Linked DNA regions of Macaca mulatta: region 1 is linked to region 2. A link is a contact called in public Hi-C data. All regions are on one chromosome and are shown on one strand. Each heading gives the region's core, a stretch centred on a gene start, on an enhancer-like site or on the middle of the called end of the contact. The rest is flanking DNA. Distances are from core to core; before and after follow the strand shown. Region 1 holds the start of LDHD (lactate dehydrogenase D). Region 2 holds the start of ZNRF1 (zinc and ring finger 1).

Region 1 (6,625 bases), core at 2,658-5,157, 120 kb after region 2:
GATCTCCGGCAGCCGGGAGATGGGCACACACACGTCCGTGGAGTAGCCCTGGTCAGAGGGAGGCCTGTGAGTTACCCCTGCCTGCCTGGGGGTATGGGGTCACCGTGGTCAAAGCTGAGGACAGGTCTGGGGGCACTGGGCTTCAGCTCTTGGCCTCGCACAAGGAAATAATCCTGCTCTTCTCTAGGCCTCAGCCCTCACCTCCCCCCAGCACAACACAGGAGACAAATGGCCCAGGCGTGCTTGCCACACCTCCCGGTAGAGGCTGTTCCCACTCCCCTGTGGCTCCCACCGCCAAGCTCCAGGCTGCTAAGCCTTTGCACAGCTGCCTGGAGCCCAGATTCCCCTTCCCCAGGTTAGGCTAACATCCCCCTCTCTATCATCTCTTCCTCCACGAAGCCTTCCTTCCGTTTACAACTCCCAAGAGCACTACACCGTTCCCACGACCTGGCTCACAGGAAGGGCTTTTGAGGGCTTAGCAGACAACTGTGCTTTCCCTGTAGACAGTATCTGAACAGCTGGGTGGGGCGACCTGCAGCCCCCGGTTCTAGCACCTGCTCAGCCAGGCCCAGCCCCCTTGTTGAGGCTCGGACTGTTGCTCTGTGCAGTAGAGTGGTGGGCTGAGGAAAGGGTTTGTGGGCTGAGCTGTGGGCCCCATCTGCACCCCAGTCCCAGCTCACCTTGCAGCCTGGCCGCATGGCCAGGGCTGCGTACCAGGCATTGTGCCGTGCTGTCCAAAGCTGGCTGCGCTCCTCGGCCGCCTTGGCCCAGGAGAAGTCAGAGGCTCCGTTCTGCTGGACTATCTCCTCTGCAGTTGGGGTAGGGAGGCTGACACCCGGCTGTCGCTGAGGCAGCCCACCCTGCTGCCCCACTCCACCCCAGCATACCTGTGCGTTGCAGCTGCTCCTCCAGTGCCTGCTGGGAGCCATGGAACTCCAGGAAGAGTGTGGGTGCCACTGAGCAGTTCAGCTTGCTGTACCTGTTGCAGGCATCCATCATGACTTCATCCAGGAACTCTGGATCCAGGGAGAGGGCAGGCCAGGTGAGTCCTGGCCTTCCCAGGGGGCCTCTTCCAGGGAGCCCACCCTGACTGCCCCGTCCTCAGCTCACCAATGCGGGCTACGGGCACTGCAGCCTGGAGGATGTGTACAGTGCTGTCCACAGCAGCCTGGACACTGGGGAACGCACACGTGGCGGCCACTATGGCCTCAGGGACAGGGTGCAGGCGCAGGGTGGTGGCTGTGATGAGGCCCAGCGTCCCCTCAGAGCCCACGAACAGCCCAGTGAGGTTGTAGCCGGCTGCACTCTTCCTAGGTCCCAGGGACACGCAAGGTGAGTACCAGGCTGTGTGATGAGGGATTTCTGACCAGAAGCCCAAGCTGGAACCCAGGACACCGACCCCAGGCACTGAGGTCTGGGCTGGCCTCCCTCGGGCCCAGATTCCCTGGCCCAATTCTTTCTGCTCCACAAAGCAAATCGGCCTCACGCAGGGAGAGCAAACCCTGTTCCCATCCACTTTGGCCCAAGTGACAGGGCTTCAGAGCCTGGGGAAGCCTAGCCTGCCAAACCAGGAGGCCGGCAGGAGGTGTCTTTCACAGCCCGGGCAGCCCCCCAGCAGTGCCCAGGGCCAGGGCCCCCGCAGAGGGCACTCACCGGAAATGCCGGCCTTGGCCCGCCGTGTGCAGCAGCCGCCCGTCGGGCAGCACCACCTCCAGGTTGAGCACGTTGTCCCGCATGGTGCCGTAGCGGACCGCGTTGGTGCCCGACGCCCCGGTGGCCGCCATGCCACAGAGAGAGGCGTCCGCACCTGGGTCTGGAGGGCGGCGTACAGGAGAAGGCAGCCTCAGAACGGGAGGTCCTTTCCCTCGGGCTGGGGGAGGAAGGTCCCCTGAGCCCCAGACACAACCCTGCTCCCAACGTGCCCTCAGGGCCCCAGGAAAGGTTCGCGAGTCCTACCCACGGGAAACCAGAGGCCGCTATCCCGCAGGTGGAGGTTGAGAGCTTTGCGGGTGACGCCCGGCTCCACCACCACGGAGAAGTCCTCCAGGTTCAGCTCCAGGATTCGGTCCATATGCGTCAGGTTAATGCAGACGCCGCCCTGGTGGGAGCGGGTGCTGAGACCACTGCATATCTAGGTCTCTGACCTGGCCACGTCCCCGGGTCACAGCCCGCGGGTGTCCCCCCAGCAGCCAGGCCAGACCCCCAGAAGCGGGCAGCCCGCGGGCGGGCGCAGACCCAAGGAGCTGTGTGCGGCGGGGGAGGCAGCCACAGGTGTGCCAAGGTGGGGGACCAGCCCCGAGGCGGGCAGGGGAGCCACACGGTACCTGCACAGCGCAGACGCCACCCTCAAGCCCGGTGCCGGTGCCGAATGGGATAATGGGCACACCTTGGCGGTAGCACAGGGCTGCCAGCCGGCTGACCTGCTCCACGTTCTGGGGCCACACCACAGCATCGGGAGGTTCGCACCTAGAACCAGACCCTCAGTGATTTACGGGGGCGTGGCACCCTCTGGTCCCGAGGTGTTGCAGGGCCTGAGGCTACAGCGAACGAGGGGCAGAAAACATGCCAGAGCACCCCAAAACAGGTGAGTGAGGGGGAACGCAATCCAGGACCCTCGCTCTCAGCTGGGGTTGAATCCAGAAGATGGGAGGGGTCTGCGAGCCCTCCCATACCTGTGCACCGACTCATCGCGCCCGTGCTGCTCTCGGACCACCGTGGCAGTGGACACGTGGGAGCCGCCCACCACGGCCTTCAGAGCCTCTACGAAGTCCCTGCAGAGCTCGCCCTGCAGGGGAGAAACACACTGCCAGGGTCCCCCGAAAGACACCTGGGGCCACAGCCCTGCCCCAGTGTCAGCGTGGAGGGCTGGGGGCTGGAGTGAGCTTCCCCTGCCGACCCCCGGCTGACAACATCCTTGCCAGGTAGGCCCTCTTTAAACAAACCCACTCTCCAGAAATGCCTCTTTTCCAAACACAGCCATTGGGGTCAAAGTTGCCCCTCAGAAAAAAAACGCTACCAGAATTTTTTTTAATGTTTTCTTTTTTAATAAAAACAGGGTCTTACTATGTTGCCCAGGATGATTTCAAACTCCTGGGCTCAAGCGATCCACCTGCCTCGGCCTCCCAAAGCGCTGGGGTTACAGGCATGAGCCAAGGCGCCCGGCCATCCAAATACAAAACCAGAATTCGCTCTCCAAAAAGGCTATCAGCAGTGTTCCTTCAATAGCCAGCCCAGCCTGAGCCAACTGAAAAGGTCCCTCACTTCCTCCTTTCTCCAGGGCCAACCAAGCACCACCCCCGCCACAGGCGACTCAGAGCTTGATAAGGGAATGACAGGGAGGAAAAGCTTTCACTGCCCCCTCCCCACTCTGCCCTGGCTGGGGCTTCTGGAGCCCTTCATGGGGGGCTGGGGAGGGGAGCAGTTTCTTCCCATTTTACAGATGAGAAATGGAGGCCAAGTTAAGGACAGAGCCTGGCCTGGAACCTAGATCCTTTCCTCCAGGGCCTTCTTCCACAGGTGTGTTTTATTCCAGAGCCACCCAGGGGCATCCATTTGACTCCCCCAGCCCCACTCATGGTAGCAGTGGGGACTCAGCTGATCTCTACACTCACTCTACACCCACACTTGCCACAGGGTAAGCCCAGTGCCCTTTTGCCCAAGGTCAGGTCACTTGGTGCTGGGGCATCACAGAGCCCAGGAAACTTGGGATCAGAACCCCCTGTTCCCCGCTCCCCACCTCATCCCTCCAGGGGACTTCTCTTCTCTCCCGGTACCTTTGCCTTCTGGGAGCAGTAGCCCCTCCAGGGGAACAGCCCCCAGGTTGCAGCCCGGAGCAGTCGGGCCATAGCCAGGCACCTGCCAGAGGGTGTGAGCGCTGGGTGGCAGGGTGACCAGTCAGCTACTGTGGCAGCAGCTGCGGCTGCTGTCAGCCCATTGGCTAGGCCGGGGGTGGGGCCTGCTTAAGGTGGCATGGGCTTTAAGGTGGCCCTTGCAGATCTTGCAGACATTTTCGTGGGCGCCAGGGATGACACTTCTAAAGGAGAAGTGAGGTTCACTGGACGTTTAGGGAAACTGTAAGGCAAAAATAAAATTCTAAGCCTCCCAACCGACCGAATGGACTTTCGTCTCAGCCAAGGGCATTCCAAAGTAAACCTGAAAAATTAATTCAGGCTGTGATGGGAAGGGGTTTAGGACATGCCTCATTATCCCCCTCCTCCCTTTAGAATTCAGACACAACTGACTAGCATTAACACTAAAACAGAGATCTTAAGGCATTCTGATCTTCAGACACAAAACACTCTTTGTAGCAATAAGATACCAGATTCCAACCTGACTCTAGCATCACCTGACAGATAGCAGGCCCTGAAAGAAATTGATGTCTTTTACCCCCAATATCTATTCCTTTGGTATTTTTAAAAATAGCTCCAAAAAGCTGTCTTTTGTGGGGAAAATCTAGAATCTGTAGAGAAGCCCCTCCCCCTGCCAGGAATTTTTTTTTTTTTTTTTTTTGATGGAGTCTCACTCTGTTGCCCAGGCTGGAGTGCAGTGACGTGCGGCAACCTCCAGCCCCTGGGTTCAAGCAATTCTCCTGCCTCAGCCTCCCAAGTAGCTGGGATTACAGGTGCCTGCCACTGTGCCCAGATAATTTTTGTATTTTTAGTAGAGATGGGGTTTCACCATCTTGGCCAGGCTGGTCTTGAACTCCTGACCTCGTGATCCACCTGCCTCGGCCTCCCAAAGTGCTGAGATTACAGACATGAGCCACTGAGCGCCCAGCCTCTTTCCAGGTTTTATCCTGATCTAAGGGAGATTTAACTAAGAGTCTGGCACCTTTTAAGGCCTTAGACATTTACCATCTATGTTACATAATAAGAACCTTGGGCCGGGCGCGGTGGCTCACATCTGTAATGCCAGCACTTTCAGAGACCAAAGTGGAAGGATCACGAGGTCAAGTGATAGAGACCATCTTGGCCAACATTGTGAAACCCCATCTCTACTAAAAATACAAAAATTAGCTGGGCATGGTGGTACACGCCTGTAATCCCAGCTACTTGGGAGGCTGAGGCAGGGGAATCGCTTGAACCTAGGAGGCGGAGGTTGCGGTGAGCCGAGATGGTGCCACAGCACTCCAGCCTGGTGACAGAGTGAGACTCCGCCTCAAAAAAAAAAAGAACCTTGGTCTCCACAACTCCTTATCTTAACCCAGATGCTTCTTTCTATTGATTCCAGGTTGTCTTTTTAAAATTTTTTAATTAAAAAAATTTTTTTGTTGTATACCAAGATTCCAAGTCTTTGGATAATAATTCTTTTTTTTTTTTTTCTTTTTTTTTTTTGAGACGGAGTCTCACTGTGTCACCCAGGCTGGAGTGCAGTGGCCGGATCTCAGCTCACTGCAAGCTCCGCCTCCTGGGTTCCCACCATTCTCGTGCCTCAGCCTCCCGAGTAGCTGGGACTACAGGCGCCCGCCACCTTGCCCGGCTAGTTTTTTGTATTTTTTAGTAGAGACGGGGTTTCACTGTGTTAGCCAGGATGGTCTCGATCTCCTGACCTCGTGATCCGCTCGTCTTGGCCTCCCAAAGTGCTGGGATTACAGGCTTGATGGATAATAATTCTTTCAACCAATTGAAAATCAGAAAAAAAATTTTTTTTTTTTTTTTGAGACAGAGTCTCACTCTGTTGCTCAGGCAGTGGCATGATCTCAGCTCACTACAACCTCCATCTCCTGGGTTCAAGTTGTTCTCATGCCTCAGCCTCCCAAGTAGCTGGGATTACAGGTATGTCACCATGCCCAGCTAATTTTTGTATTTTTAGTAGAGACAGGGTTTCACCATGTTGGTCCAGGCTGGTCTCGAACTCCTGACCTCAAGTGATCCACCCGCCTTGGCTCCCCAAAGTGCTGGGACTACAGGTATGAACCGTGCCCAGCGCCAATCAGAAAAGTCTTTGAATTCACCTATGATCTGTAAGCTCCTCCCTCCATCGGAAGGAACCAACGCATACCTTGCTCATATTGATTAGTGTCTGATGTCTCCCTAAACTGTATAAAAGCAACTATAACTCGACTCTCTTGGATACATGTTCTCAGGACCTTCAGGGAATGTGTCACAGGTCATGGTCTTCATGTTAGTGGTGGCAAATCCATACAGGTCTACAGAAACCTCAATGCTTGCCTTGTCAGAAGAAAGAATTCTACTGAAGAGTTCTGAAACGAAAATATCTTGAGCCCCCAAAATTACTAAGCTAAAGGGAAAAGTCAAGCTGGGAACTGCTCAAGGCAAACCTGCCTCCCATTCTTTCAAAGTCACCCCTCTGATCACTCAGCTAAATGCATATCTGACTGCCTCCTTTGGAGAGACTAATCAGAAACTCAAAAGAATGCAAACATTTGTCTCCTATCTACCTATGACCGGGAAGCCCCCTCCCCGTCTTTCCAGACCCAAACAATATTCATCTTACATATGTTGATTGATGTCTCATGTCTCCTCAAAATGTATAAAACTAAACTTTGCTGGCCGGGTGCCGTGGCTCATGCCTGTAATCCTAGCACTTTGGGAGGCCTGGGTGGGCAGATCACGAGGTCAGGAGATCGAGACCATCCTGGCTAACATGGCGAAACCCCGTCTCT
Region 2 (7,131 bases), core at 193-2,692:
GAAAAGAAAAACAGGCCAGGTGTGGTGGCTCACGCCTGTAATTCTAACACTTCGGGAGGCCAAGGCGGGCGGATTACCTGAGGTCAGGAGTTCAAGACCAGCCTGGCCAATATGGTGAAACCCTGTCTCTACTAAAAATACAAAAAATTAGCCGGGTGCAGTGACACGCGCCTGTAATCCCAGCTACTCAGGAGGCTGAGGCAGGAGAATCGCTTGAACCTGGGAGGCGGAGGTTGCGATGAGCCGAGATTAGGCCACTCCACTCCAGCCTGGGTGACAGAGTGAGATTACGTCTCAAAAAAAAAAAAAAAAAAAAGAAAAAAAAAGAAAGAAAAAAAAGAAAAAGAAAAACAATTGTTCGCTGAATGAATGTGAATATAGGAGAGAAAGACGGACTGAGGTATCAAAGGAACCCTCCCTTGCAAAATGATGCAGGCTTGGTCAACAATACACCTATTGAGTACCCACCGTGTCCTTGGCCGTGGTGTAGGCCGAAACACAGAACATGGTAAACAAAACAGGGCTCCAACCTTGGACAGAAGGTTTCTATAATCACTTCTAGCTACGTAGTTCTATTTCCATATCCATATCTATTCACATTTTATGGTACCTCTATTGGTTCTGAAAATTACATTTTAGCTAAGGAATCTACTCATTTGCTTAAGCCCAAAATAGGAAGTTCTGACCTAGTGTCAGCAACACTCCGGATTCACAAGTGTCCCCATGGCGCTGTTTACCCCCAAATAGCTAAACCCCGCCAAATGTTGAGATTCCGGACCTGAGGGGTGCTTGGATGGGGAACCCCCGAAAGAATGGACATCACGTCCACCAGAGGGTGCTGTGGGGGCAAATTTGTGCCAGGAGGGGAGCTCGACTGGTGACCCTCAGAGCCAGGTAGGCGTAAGGAGTAAATCTCCTTCTTCCCGGTGTTTCCTTCCCACCCCCTCGAACCATTGCTGCCCCTCCCCCATACGTGGTTCCCCCTGAATAATTTGCCATTTTCGGGGACTTAAGAAGTGTTTGCTTTTCAAAGACATCTGGTTTCTGTGGCTAACGCCCAGTGGCTCAGGCCGCCCAGGTCACAGGCCGGCCGGGGGCGGGCGGTGGGTGGGGACTGCTGGGGCGTCAGCTGCCCGGGCGCCGCAGGGGCCGCGAAAGGGTTAACCCGACGGGGGGAGGGGGAGGGGGCGCAGGCCGCGCCTGCGCTCTGCCGCCCTCCATTGTCTCCACGGCGGCCAGGAGCGCCGGCAAGCGCTGCCCGGGACCGAGCGGGGTGGCGCGGCTGGCGGGGCCGGCGGCGACTGAAGCGAGAGCGCGACACGACGCGACCGCGGCTTCCCGAGCTGCGCCTGGCCGCCCAGCGCCGCGGCCCGCCCGAGGCCTGGAGAGGTCCGGGCCGCCGTCCATGGTCGCGGCGTCCTGAGGCGGGGGACGCGCCTGGCGCCCCCGGTCCTCCTCCTCCTCCCGCGGGGCGGGCGGCCTCCTCCGGCGCCTCCCCGCGCCCGCCTGCCTCTCGCCGCCGCCTCCCTCCCTCCTTCCCTGCGGCTCCCCCGGCTTTCGGAGCCCGGGGGCGGCCTGTGGCGCGCGGAGCCCGCGCCGGACTGCGCCTCTTTGGACCTTGAGGGGAAACATGCGTTTGGCTTGGATCGTTTGAAATTCTGAGTTTGGGATCCCCGCCCGCCCGCCTGCCTCTTCCGCCCCGCGGGTTTTTTCCTTTTTTCTTTTGCTTTTTTCTTTTCTCCCTTCGGGTCTCCTTTTTGACTCCCTCCCTCTTTATGCTCGCCCAGCCCTCCCCCCGCTGCTGAGAAGTGGGGGAGGGTCTCGGCCTCCAGGTTCCCGCCCCACCGGGGCCCGGGCGAGCATGGGGGGCAAGCAGAGCACGGCGACCCGCTCCCGGGGCCCCTTCCCGGGGGTCTCCACCGATGACAGCGCCGTGCCGCCGCCGGGAGGGGCGCCCCATTTCGGGCACTACCGGACGGGCGGCGGGGCCATGGGGCTGCGCAGCCGCTCGGTCAGCTCGGTGGCAGGCATGGGCATGGACCCCAGCACAGCAGGGGGGGTGCCCTTTGGCCTCTACACCCCCGCCTCCCGGGGCACCGGCGACTCTGAGAGGGCGCCCGGCGGCGGAGGGTCCGCGTCCGACTCCACCTATGCCCATGGCAATGGTTACCAGGAGACGGGCGGCAGTCACCATAGAGACGGGATGCTGTACCTGGGCTCCCGAGCCTCGCTGGCGGATGCTCTACCTCTGCACATCGCACCCAGGTGGTTCAGCTCGCACAGTGGTGAGTCCACGGTGGTGGAGGCCTCGGAGGGAGGGCGCGCCGGGGCGCCCCAAGCCTTCGCGCGCGTGCCAAGGTTTGGGAATATAGTGCACGACCGGGATCTGTCTGCCTTCCCTTTGGTTCCCGATGCCAAGGGATGAATGGGATACCTACCCTCTGGGAACTAGGCTTTCTGCAAGGTTGCGGAGCCTGGCGATGTAGGACTCCCGGCGTGTGTTCACTTGTGGAAGGGCAGAGCGAAGCCTACCTATTGGAGTCCCATTTATTGGCATCTCCCTCCTCAGAGAAGCGGTCTTCTCTGGCTGAGAGCAAGTCAGCCTGGGTGCTTCCATTCTGCCACTGCAGCACTGTGCCTGCCTCACCAGTAACGGAGAGATGGAGCCAGTTGGAGCAAGCAGTGTCTCCAAAACAGAGAGTATGAAAATGAAATAAAATTAGGGGCGAGTGATGCCTGGATTAGGGCTCTCACTCTTGCTGGGAGAGAGAGGTGCCCAGTTGTGCCACCCTGCTGGAGATCTGTTTGAAATGTTTAAAATGGAGCAGCCGGCAGGCGGCTGGCATAGACAGGTGTGGCTGCTGTACGGAGGGCCCAGCCGGCGAGTCTCGCGGGGGCTTTGCAGGACCAGGGCTCTGGTCACCCGTACTGCATGCAGCAGACTTGGCTCCACGACTCTCACCTCCCTCCATCTTTTTTCTTCTGCTCCATGCTAAGTGCTTGGTCTTCCCGTGAATCTGCATCTTTTTGTAACAGGGAGCCTGTCAAGGTGGGGCATTATTGCCTGACTGTTGGCACATGACTGGGGGAAAGGAGGATTCAGAGAATCTGGATGAATTCATTTTATGAACTTCTGGTGACAGGCCAGCAAAAGGTTGGAGGGGGATTTCCCAGGCTCCTACTGGGAGGGCTAAAAAGGCCTGGCAGGAGGAAAACAGGTCTGTCTGCTAGGTCAGGCTTCTAGAAAATTGGCCAAAAGGTGTGTGGGGCCGCTGTTTGCTAATTGGCAAGTTGAGTGAATAAGTTACATCTTAAGTTTCTTTTGGGTGAGTTGGGAAAATTTAGATATTGTGTAGGGGAAAGATTGCTCCTGCCTTTAGGGTACTTTATGGAGGGTAATATCTCGTGGATCACTGTTTTACCTACTGTGAAATAGAGTTGACTTTTGGGGTATCGCTTTCCCCCTCCCTGCAAATATCCTGGGGTTTGTTTTCATTTGGTTCGGTTTTTTGTCAATTCTATAAACTATGTGAAATAGAGTTGGGGGACGAACTGTTAGTGACTAATTTAGGGTAACCCTTAGAAGTAGCTTGTGAATTGTTAGGATGATATTTTAATCTCTGAACAGACCTCCGGATATCATTGGAGCTTTTCTGACCTCATCGAACTCTGACCTGAATGAGATGCAAAACATGATTGCCTTTGGCTCTTTCAGGCATTTGATCAAAATTAGGCATTTTGAAATTAATAATCTTTCCTATGAAATTTAGTTCAGAGAGTTAGCCATATTTTTGAGATGACTGGTTAGGTGTTTAAAAGAACTGTAATGAGCATCTGGTTTTGAACTTAAAAGCACTATACGAAGTTTCTCTAAAATCACAGAATTTTGTGTGTTGAAAAACATGAGATATGTAGGGAGGAAGAAAGGGAGTTTTTTTTTTTTTTTTTTTTTCTGAAATTTCTTCAGTCTGTCTCTTACTAAAAATTTATTTATTATGCTACTGCCAGGTTCCATGCTAAAGTTATGAGCTTATAATTGGATTCCAGAATTTCAGTCCTAAGCTGTGAAAGCTTATTTTTTTTCATCCTGTTATGGTGAGAGTAGGGAGAGCCACTGAACTGTGGGGACAGGAAAGTTGGAGCACATTAATCCTTTGGGGAAGGGTGTCAAAAGCGTGTATGGGAGGCTGCTATTAATATTGTAGGTAATCTGTTCCTTACTGTGTAGGACCATCATGTCCTTCTGCAAGACATTGAGCATGCCTGGCCCCACCTACTAAATGCTGATAGCATCCAGCAGTTCAGTGTGTCACCCCAAAATGTCCCCAAGAACTCCCAAATGCCCTCTGGGGTGTGGGTGGTATCACTCTGGTTGAGAACCACTGCTTTAGGGATTTATTCTTTTATTTACATAAAGTCATTAACTTTTCCTGTGCAGTTCATTTGAGATGAACCTTCGTGTGCAGCATCGGTTCCATCTCACCTGAAACAGACCATGGGATCTTCCAGGACATGTTTCCTCTGTTGCTCATTGCTGCAAGAAGCAAAACTTGTTTCTGCTTTGGAGCCTTTGAGTAAGGTCTAAGCGGCTTTTGCTGTTGTGTTGTAAGATTAGAAGGGTAAAGATTTTGGTGCACAATTGATTAGATGCCTGGAAGTTGATATGATGCGTTTCCTTGTGTTTTCAAGGTGCTCTTGCAACTCTTCATGGGTACAGAAAACAGTTGTCAGTGAAATACATGGGGGAGTTCAGTGTATCCGAGGCCATCTCAGAGAGCGTGGGCTCAGGCTGAGTCTAGAGGTAGAATACGGAAGAGCCCTGGTCCCAGCTCCTCCTCTGAGCAGCTGTGACCTTGGGCAAGATATATCCCCTCTCTGGAGCCTCATCTTTGTCGTTTTTAAGATAGTTGTGGTCATCCTCATGAGCTCCAGCCTTGCTCCGCAAATCCCGGGAGAGGAAGCGCTGTGGTCACGTTTGTCTTCTCTAGGTTCCTGGCTTCCCTGTGCTGTGACCCCCACGTATCCCATTCCCTATGCCTGGAGTGCTTTTCTGTCCATTCTTCACACGCAATCCTCTTTCTGATCTCTTAGGGCTTAGAGACCACTCTTAAAAATTGGCCCCTCCTGTTATTCTCTCCAGTCACTCACTTGTTACCTTCATCATTCTTTTTTTTTTTTTTTTTTTTTTGAGACGGAGTTTCACTCTTGTTGCCCAGGCTGGAGTGCAGTGGCATGACTTCAGCTTACCGCAGCCTCCGCCTCCCGGGTTCAAGCAATTCTCCTGCCTCAGCCTCCGGAGTAGTTGGGATTACTGGCATGCGCCACCACGCCTAATAAGCTTGGGGCTAATTTTGCATTTTTAGTAGAGATGGGGGTTTCTCCATGTTTATCAGGCTGGTCTCAAACTACCGACCTCAGGTGATCTGCCTGACCCGGCCTCCCAAAGTGCTGGGATTACAGGCGTGAGCTACTGCGCCCTGCACCTTAATCATTCTTAACATACTTTGTAAACATTTTATCTTTTACATTTTTTGCGTACAGTTTGCCTAAAGTCTAAGCTCCATGAGAGCAGGACTGTGTTCCTTGATCTCTGCTGTGGGTCCTGCACTGTGCCTTCCTCTCACATTTTTTGAGTACCTGAATTTGAGTGCTTTATGTTCATCATCTCACTTAATCATCACTATAACTCTATGAAGTAAGACTGTTCTCCCCTACCCCCATGGTACAGGTAAGGAAGCAGGTTTGGGGGAGATTAAGGAACTCACACAAGATCAGGCAGTTAGTAGGTGGTGGAGATGGGATCGGAATGCAGGTTGGCTGGTGCCAGAACCTGGGCTCTTAACCAGTACCCTCTTCTGCCTCTTATCTGAAAACATTAGGAAGTCGCGTGGTGTCCTGGAGATTGTGCTGGCCTGCGAGTCAGAGTGCTGGGCCCATTTCCTGGTTAGACAGCTGATTAGCTGCATGACCTGTGACCTTGGGCAAGCGAGTCATTTAACCTCAGTCACAATTTATTCATCAGTAAAATGGAGAAGACACCTGTCCTGCTTACCTCTCAGAGTCATGGTGAGGGTCTCATGAGATAATGTGCACAAAAGCCAAAGGACATCTAAATGGAGAGTGGTGGAGTTCCAATGGGGGCACTCTCTTATAGTTGTCTGCCTTCAGTCACCTCAGATTTTTTTTTTTGAGACGGAGTCTCGCTGTGTCACCCAGGCTGGAGTGCAGTGGCGCGATCTCGGCTCACTGCAAGCTCCGCCTCCCGGGTTTACGCCATTCTCCTGCCTCAGCCTCCGAGTAGCTGGGACTACAGGCGCCCGCCACCACGCCCGGCTAGTTTTTTGTATTTTTAGTAGAGACGGGGTTTCACCATGTTAGCCAGGATGGTCTCGATCTCCTGACTTCGTGATCCACCCGCCTCGGCCTCCCAAAGTACTGGGATTACAGGCTTGAGCCACCGCGCCCGGCCTAGATTTTTTTTTTTTCTTTTGAGACAGGGTCTTATTCTGTTACCCAGGCTGGAGTGCAGTGGCAAGATTGTAGCTCACTGCAGTCTCAGACTCCTGGGCTCAGATGATCCTCCCAGCTTGGCTTCCCAAAGTGCTGGGACTACAGGCATGAGCCACCATGCCTGGCCTAATCGTCTCAGAATTTGATGGGTGGAGAGGTTTACAGCTGTGCTAGCTGTAGTCCCCAAATGGAATCTGGTTCTGTGTCCTAAAGTCTGACCTGCATTGGTGGGCTGCTTTTACTCATAATGCCGCCGATAAGGGCTGCTTTCTAGAAGCAGAGTGAGTCCCTTCCATTCCACGTTAAAATGTAAGTTTTGATGTAACTCCTGATGGCTGCCTCGGTACTATTCTGGAGGTCTGGTCATTCTCTTTCAGTAGTTCTGTTTGTCTCAGAGTATGGATTTCCAAATGTGGGATACAAAACATGCAGGATTCACCATGTTGAAAGAAGTTGCTGTTTTCTAGGTTCTACTATAAAAGGGCTGGCCATTGAGGGCTTCACTTCAACTTCTTAGTCATATGTGTGTGTGTGTGTATATATATATGTATATATACACACACATTCAGAAAAGTCTAAACTGTTCTTTATTGTCATGAAGCCATCAACTGAGACTGATAC

What was found. Hi-C and Micro-C count contacts between places; a contact is called where the count stands out from the background.
Region 1: a contact with region 2 is called in a Hi-C map of fetal cortex germinal zone, with 2.1 times the contacts expected there. The contact joins the promoter of LDHD here to the promoter of ZNRF1 in region 2. A contact is called at or near these places in 7 of 14 Hi-C or Micro-C datasets (CD4 T cells, blood, cortical neurons and 4 more).

What each region holds. Positions count from the first base shown.
Region 1 is chr20:70,436,968-70,443,592 of T2T-MMU8v2.0, forward strand. LDHD (lactate dehydrogenase D) reads right to left here and starts at 3,908. Exons shown (of 10, transcript XM_077984702.1): 1 at 3,774-3,908; 2 at 2,673-2,785; 3 at 2,325-2,466; 4 at 1,957-2,098; 5 at 1,654-1,813; 6 at 1,111-1,310; 7 at 888-1,016; 8 at 681-808; 9 at 1-48. The coding sequence starts at 3,845.
Region 2 is chr20:70,322,682-70,329,812 of T2T-MMU8v2.0, forward strand. It overlaps ZNRF1 (zinc and ring finger 1), which reads left to right and starts at 1,443. Exons shown (of 5, transcript NM_001194453.2): 1 at 1,443-2,285. The coding sequence starts at 1,862.